Regions from separate parts of the Hordeum vulgare genome. Here region 2 is linked to region 1. Evidence: chromatin contacts called from public Hi-C data. All regions are on one chromosome and are shown on one strand. The core of a region is the stretch at or near the end of the contact, and the rest is flanking DNA. Distances in the headings are between cores, read along the strand shown.

Region 1 (4,019 bases), core at 1,355-3,854:
TTGCGGCAAAGACATATATATTGTCTTAAATTCCGAAGGAATAAATGCACGCAAAAAATTCTTTTGCATTAGTATTACTGTGGTAATACATATGGATGCAAACCTTAATAATTTACATATTCATGTAATATATGAAAACCAGAGGGCTTCAAAGTGTAGCCAACATATTCTATAATTTCATTCACAGAAAGTATAACGATTAATCTGCAAAATATTCTAAGCCTGATGGCTCAATGGGGATATGTAAGAAATTGTCTTCCTTTGCGTGGATAAGAATCAAACTGATTCGTTTGGGTCGCCATCGGGGAGGATGCTGCCTTGTGGCTGGCGCCAGGGCGCCGCGGTCAAGCGTGAGCGAGAGGTCGGGTCGTCGTGTTGGACGACGGTCGCGTCTAAGGATGCACCACCGGGACTCGTGTCTTGTCCGTTGGAGCCGGCCGATGGCCATGACGGGGCTGCGCGTCGGAGGATAGCGACAGGGTCGAGGGTCGTCGTGCGCTCCGGGATGGAGGCCGTCGTTTCGTTGAGGCCGGTGTTGCCTCTCGTTGTCGGGGTGTCTCGCATGGATCGAGACCTCGCCACGCCGGACGTCATATTTGCAAGTAGAAGAAACGCTTTCGCAATGTGGATGAAGTGCAGTAACAACAACGCTTGTTCATGTGCTTCAATGGAAGAAAAGAAAATTGGAGAACGGTCTCGTACTTCTTCTCTTTGTAGTTCATGATTGATCGATTCTTCGTGAGATTCACGTGAGTGCATAGAGATAAACAATCCATTATTAGATTATTAATTGATTGCAAGAAGATAAGATCAAATAGTCAATCAATCTCCTCCTTAGTATTTTATTTCTTTCGCATGAGGAACATCTCGTCTTCGCCATGAATTGCTTGATGGCTGAAACTCCAGCAACCAACTTCTCCGGCCATCTTCGGGGGAAATTGTAGAATCGGCGGAGTGGCTTCCGCTCTTGGTAGAGGCTAACGTTGGTGATAACGTGTTAGAGTAAAATGAGATTGAATGAAAGTGAATGGATGATCAGTCCTGATTTTTATTGATTCTCAAGTATATATACATCTGGAAGAGGTGGGAATAACAGGTGTCTGTTCGGAGGCATTCCTCCAGAACAGGTGCCTGTTGGCAATAGAGAGAGGGAAGAGACATGCATGTTTGGAGTTGGATACACCCTTTGCTAATTAATTTCTAACACGTGTGACACACGACGCACGGACGGGCATGGGAAGGGGGGAGGGAGGGTCGCCGCCCTATGAAGATGACCCCGGACACGCCCCTGTGATCCACCCGTCATGGACCACCCAACTGAGTTGCCCGAGTCCGAGCCGTGTGGGTAAATCAAACGCCTTAGAGAGCCCAAGAAGCCCCCCCCCTACACACACGCCTCCCAACACGCCAACTGGAATCAGACGACGTGGAGGCTCTCACAACCTGCAAGGCGCCTAGGAAGGCGGGTACTCGAGCATTCTTTATACAAGAGTAATGATTATGGAAGATGTTTCGCATCTACACGCCGGCGGAAGCGTTCCGCTGGTCGCTATCGCTCGCTCTGTCAGATCCCCCGCTCGCATCCAGTTTTCCCCCTTTCCTCTCTCCTTATTCCTCTCGTCTCCGTTGGATCCATTTTGTTTCCGTCAGATCCAGGTGGACGGAAAAGCTACATCCGGCTACACGAGAGCTGCAACCGATAGAGAGACGAGCTGCAAACAGAAAGGCGGCGGGGCGGGTGATCCCATGGCCGGCAAGTGAGTTTACTGCAGGAGGACCTACACGGATGGTGTCGCGAATGCTACAACCACGTACCACAAAAGCTAGAAGCGTCCAAAAAAAGCTACAACCGTTGATCAGAAAAGCTACAACCACGCCCGCGAGAGTTGTAACCAAAGTTCACCGAAGTTGTAGCCTGAGTTGCAACCATGATGGAAAAATGTTGCAACCATTATACAAATTTTCTACATCCGACATTCTGTTTTGTTGCAACCGTATTGTTTTTTTGCTACAATCGTTGGCATGGCCGAGTTGCAACCATGATGAAAAAATGCTACAACCATTATACAAATTTGCTACATCCGTCGTTCTGTTTTGTTACAACCGTATTGTTTTTTTGCTACCACCGACAAAAAAAATTTGCTTCACGGGAGGCGAGATGTTGGTGGTGGGTTGCTGCGAACCACAACGTCGACGACGAGCGTGGTGAGTAGACTGACGATGGGACGACGACGATGAGCACGCGGGAGCCCGCGGGGCTACCCGCAGACGGCGACGCGTGCGAGATGTAGGGGGAGGCGAAGGATCAGGATGTTGGTTGAGCTGCGTGAGGAGGACGAATGAGCAGGGGGAGATCCAACGATGCAGAAGCCTCCAATCGTACTGCTGCGCTGCGACCTGTGCGAGTTTTCAGGCCGGCCCGCGCCCAGTACTGCCGCGCGCCAGTACTGCCCAATGTTTATAGCCTTATCATTATCATTAGTGCGGGGAAACTTGGACGGTAGGATTTCATACGTTCCAACATGAACCGTCAGATTTTGCTGGGCACTTGGGATCCCCGGATGTGTATCCAAAACCCAATCCAATCCAATCCAAAGCCATCCTCCCTCCTTTCTTATCCCAAACACAACACTCGTGTAGCTCTCCCCTGGTCGAAGCAGAGGCATTTCGACGAAAATGTCGCTCGTCACAGCCTTTCTCGCGGGCTCAGCGGCGCCGGCGGTCGCGCCACGGTCCGCCCGCCCGTCGGTGGGCTTCTTTGGGGTCGACGGAGGGTGCGCGCTGTCGGTGGAGTGCTCGTCGCGGCCGCAGAAGAAAGGGACCAAGCACCATATGAAGACGCGGCCCAAGAAGACGCAGCGGTGGGACATCAAGCGCCGCCCCATTCAATACGAGCCGCTGCCGGCGCTTCCCGATGACTGGACGCTTGTAGCTGCCGGCGAGAAGGAAGATGAGTCGCCGCAGGATGCGGAGACCACGCCCGCCGCCGCCGTCGAGGTCGAGGTGGTCGCCGCCCCTGCCGCCGCAGACTGACGCCGTGAAGTCCACTGCGTCCTCTCTGTATTTTATTTCCTTGAACTCTCCGCACGCATGGTTTTTGCTTGAGACTATTCACTGCTGTTACACTTCGCAATTACAATCCTGAATTCTACTGGAGTGAAAGGTTCAAGTGCTTGCTTTGCTCGATGATTTATGGTTTCACGTTGTGTGTATTTCGATTTTACCTAGTGTTTCTCGGTTCGACCATGGGTTGGTGATAGGCTCAAGCTGTCAAAGCATTACAAAGGGGCAACAGGAATGTGGCTACGACAAAATGCTGGTGGGTAAATTCTTTTGAGTGCTGCCTAGTATATACCATCTCCCAGATTGATTTTTGGTGGTATGTCTGAGCTGGAGACATTGGTTATAAGAAGTACATTTGTGACCACACTCTCTCAAAGCTAAAATACCTTCGCACATGTCTCGTGCCTAGTGATAATGTGCTTCCCAGCAGTTATGACATGAGGAATTGATCAGCCCTTGAAGGGATTTTGCTTGGCAACTTACAAGAGCTATGCGCAGAAAAAGTATGTTCATGACTTGGATGAGCATGGTGTGAAAGCGCCCACAGGGATTGGGAGAATGAAGGCCCTGCATACACCTAGTGTTGTCAACACTGCATGAGGTAAGTCCATTCTGAAGGATCTGAGTGAGCTTACTCAGTTGCATAAGCTTGGGACGGAGTGACCGGCATCAACAAGAAAAGCTGCAAGGAGCTCTGCTCTGTTACCATCGACCATGCCTGTTTGATGTCCGTATCGATGTACTCTTGAGGGTGAGCCTGGGTTAGAACTTAGAAGGATGTCTAGATAAATTGTCCCCACCTTCAGATGGCCTTCATAGCCTTAAGTTGTATGGCTATCTAGTCAAATTGCCATTGACCACATGGATCGAATAGCTACAGTGCTAGCCATGGTAACTCTATGGAATACCCAAATGAGTCATGTTGACATAGTACTAGTAGTAATGGGAAAGCTGAC
Region 2 (4,099 bases), core at 1,508-4,007, 210 kb after region 1:
AAGTTATCCTTTTCGATTGTCTATCCAAGAGTTCGTACTAAGATAACACCATTGATACATATCAATCAACCCTAATGTCACCTAGATACTCCAATGTCACCTCAAGTATCCGCGGGCTAATTATACGACATGCATCAAACAATTTCAGATTCTTCATATTCAATCCAACAGAAAGAACTTCAGGGAGCACCCCAAGATTTCCATCGGAGGACATCGTATGAAAATGTGCATCAACCCCTATGCATAGATTACCCCAATGTCACCTCGGCAATCCGCGAGTTGAGTGCCAAAACATATATCAAGTGAAGCACTTGAATACCCAAATATCACTACGGGTATCTGCATGCTAGACATACATCATGTGCTCTCAAACCTGAATACTCAATCCAACATAATGAGATCTTAAAGTGAAAGATTCAATTCATCACAAGAATAGCATGCGACAAATACCATATGATCCAACTATATTAACAAGGCCCGTGATATATCAAGATCATGACATCTCAAGAACACGAGAGAGTGAGAGAGAGATTAAACACATAGCTACTGGTACAAACCCTCAGCCTCGAGGATGGACTACTCCATCCTCATCACGGCCTCCGTCGAGATGATGAAGATGGCCATCAGAGATGATCCCCCTCCGGCAAGGTGCCAAAACGGGATCTCAATTGGTTTCTGTGGCTACAGAGGCTTGCGGCGGCGGAACTTCTCGTCTAGGATTATTTCTGGGGGGGTTCTATATTTATAGGATTTTTGGGTGTTGGAATCACGCCAAGATGGGCCCACTACCCACCAGGACGCTCCATGGGGGCAGGCGCGCCCTGGTGCCTAGTGAGTAGCCTGGGCCTCCTCTTATTGGCTTCCTTGGTCCTCTAGATGTCTTCTAGGCAGAAAAAAATGTCCAAAAAGTTTCATGACATTTGGACTCCGTTTGATATTGATTTTCTGCAAAGTAAAAAAAACAAGCAAAAAGCTACAACTGGCAGTGGGAACTATGTCAATAGGTTAGTCCCAAAAAATGATATAAAGTTGCTATAAAATGATTGTAAAACATCCAAGAATTATAATATAACAACATGGAACAATCAAAAATTATAGATACGTTGGAGACGTATCACCTACCCTCGTGGACATCACACAATAAACTGAGCATCAAATCAAGCTTGGTATTAACAATACCTTAGTGATCAACACATGACCACAAGGATATTTATCTTTACCCAGGATTACCACATGACACCAAAATGTTAACCAACGTCGGTATCCATGATACCACTTTGATTCTCTCATGATCACATAAAGATCAACCAACCTCTTTGTTCATCGAACTAGGGTTGTTTATTAAGCAGGTTACTATTACTGTTGTCCAATAGTGTGACCTACTGCGAACTCGGCCCATATCAACAGGCACAACTAACAATAGATTATACACACTTTGCAGAGGTTAGTACACTATAACCACACTACGAAACCTAAGGCCTCGTGTTCCCATTCGGGTGGACCAACGGCGTTCCAACAAAAACGATCTATTGCATGACACTCTCCCAACCACTCCGACAAGCTCACCTTTGGGCTAAGTCATGGGTGGCCCCGATGCCACTCTCGACATCCAACGGCCACCATCGTGGCAAAACTAAAACGGTCCCAAACGGGGACAAAATCACGCAAACAACTCGGGGGCACAAGGTTATTGCCGCCTACCACGGCAGGATAGCGCATGCACATAACCTTCCCTAGTTGGAGGCACCGACGATAGGCATAACGATAGACCGCATTAAGGCCTTCCCGTACAGGCAAGTGTGACTACACTGGTCACCTCGACTCGATGGCACTATGACTCAGCCAACAGGTGTTCAAGTTTGATTAAAATCTGATTTAACTTGCATGGTGATGAGATGAGTCATAATAGAATAGCATGATAAAGTAATAATGCATATGAACATGATATCAACATGAGCATGGATGGAAGACATAACCATATGAATCATAACACCAATAGCAATAAATCATTTGCTCTACTAGATGCAGCTGAGTATGGCATAAGGATGATCATGAATATTGCAAGCACACATGGCATGACCACTAGCATCAAAATATACTTACTAGAATAAGACATGATAACAACATTAACAAGAAATGATGTAACTAACTAGATGCAAATGATCATGGCATAAGAACTGGTAGGGATTCACAAACATGTATATAGCCTTCAGAAACTATTAACATGCCGGAGGTATTTAAATATTGAAATATGAAACCATGGATACTACAAGGCCATCACGCAAGTGGATGTTATGGCTTGCGTGGGGATGAAGGATCCACTGGGTAGAAGTGCGAGGAACTCGCGAGGTGATTTGCTCGAAGCACTTCTCTCTTAGAGGGGGCTGATTCGGAGCAAGGGAAAAATGAAGATTTTCAATATGTGACAACGTAATGAAAATGGTACCAGTAGAATGGGCTCGACGAGACGAGGATGTGGGCATTGGAATCACCTAAATCGGAGTTACAGTCGAGAAGATATGGAAAGGTGAAGGGTAGGGACTAATCTATAAAACAAAAGTTTCACAAACTAGCTCGTGGCTGCTTAAAGAGAAAGCGTCTTGTGAGAAAATACGCTTTCTCACAGAGAAAATGTACTTCAGTTAGAAACCGAAGGTAAATACGCTTTCCGCTGAAGAAATCATAAAGCAGAAAATGCGCTTTGACTTATCCATGTCAGCGGGTCCAGGGTCAAGGCTTCTTGAGACTAATTGGCGGGGTCCGTAGGGATGGTGGCCCCGCTTGTCAGGTCTGCTTCTTCCTTGTCCTGCTCGCTCAACGGGGCAGAACAGTGGCTCAACGCCGACGGCCGTCCCGACACCACCGGTCACCTCCGACGAGGAGCCGCACCAGCCTGGATGGTCCGTTCCCGCCTGGGAGCAGCAGAGGGCAATGTGCTTTGACTCCAGCGGAGGACAGTGGCGACCGCTGAGGGGCTGGAGGCTATGGTGTTGGAGAGGCCAGTCTAAGGCCATGGGGAAGATCAGGGTGGCTAGCGAATGTCGCTAGCAAGGTCAACAAGGAGAGGGGAGCCCGATATCTTGCGAATTTAGGAGGGGGAAGCCGACGGCCATGGCGGCAATGGAGGGTGAATTGAGCTTTGGGAGCACGATGGAGAGGTCAGGGAGGGCCATGCGAGAGAGAGGGGGGTGCTGGTGAGGTCGGGGGACCTCGTGAGTGGCTTTAAATAGCCATGGATACCATGGGCGAAGGCCACCGCGAGGGCTCGTCCAAAGCTATGGCGCGGCACAGCGCCCTCATGAGCCTTGAAGACGACGGTAGAGAGCAGTACAGAAGCAGAGAATGGCCCCAAGGGGAAGGAGGAAGGGGACGGAGTGCAGACAGAGCCGGTCGGCGCACTGTTCGTCCGTGGGCTCGCGGTGGCTAGCACCGACAAGAGGTTTCTGGAGGACGGGCGGGGTCCATAGATCGACGGGAGAGAAGGGGTGCTCGGCTCGGCACTTGGGGATGCGCGGACACCGTTGGGAAGACACGTCCGACGTGCAGAGCGTGCCCAATGCTGCCAGAGCGTGCGCACAGGCGTGTAAACACGCGGCCACCTTGTTGTCTAGCAATGAGATGACCTGAGAGGCTGGAAAATGATGTCTTGGGTGTTGTTCTTACATACTGGGACTGCTATGAAGTGATATATCAACAGAAGAGTCTGTGAATTGATGGGATTTCTCATCTGAAGTTTGCTGCTGCAAACTTTGGCAAGATGTTGAGGGTCACAGGGATGGCCTCATGATAAATCAAAATATCTCACAGGCTTAGAGTAGGAAGGACAACATTCTTGAGAAATTTGAAGAGATTTGGACCAAGGTTTAATGTAGTTGCTTTGCAACTGTCAAATCTGGTCCACAGAAGGAAATTAGACGAGTCACTCACATAGATTGTTTGGTAGGGCTGAAACTGGGGGGATCATGATGATTTAGTCATGAGAAAGTACTACAAAAATTTCATAGCAACTAGATACACCAAAATGGTACTTGCTTCAAAATTATCTTCTCTCGACGGAAGCTAAGAATAATTCTAGGGAAATATTGGCTAGATAAAATGA

Evidence for each region. A called contact is a pair of places that touch in the nucleus more often than the background predicts.
Region 2: a contact with region 1 is called in a Hi-C map of leaf, with 4 times the contacts expected there. The contact joins the enhancer-like site here to the promoter of LOC123407793 in region 1. A contact is called at or near these places in 2 of 6 Hi-C or Micro-C datasets (leaf and seedling).

Annotation. Positions count from the first base shown.
Region 1 is chr7H:218,182,676-218,186,694 of MorexV3_pseudomolecules_assembly, forward strand. LOC123407793 (50S ribosomal protein 6, chloroplastic) reads left to right here and starts at 2,605. Exons shown (of 1, transcript XM_045101012.1): 1 at 2,605-3,186. The coding sequence starts at 2,677. The coding sequence ends at 3,033.
Region 2 is chr7H:218,392,559-218,396,657 of MorexV3_pseudomolecules_assembly, forward strand. No RefSeq gene overlaps it. Among protein-coding and RNA genes, the nearest start is that of LOC123412665, 180 kb to the right of the region's middle. Within about 2 kb of position 2,758, at least 2 of the 3 cell types and tissues checked have open chromatin away from gene starts, as enhancers often do. A contact at or near this core is called in leaf, where this site is marked.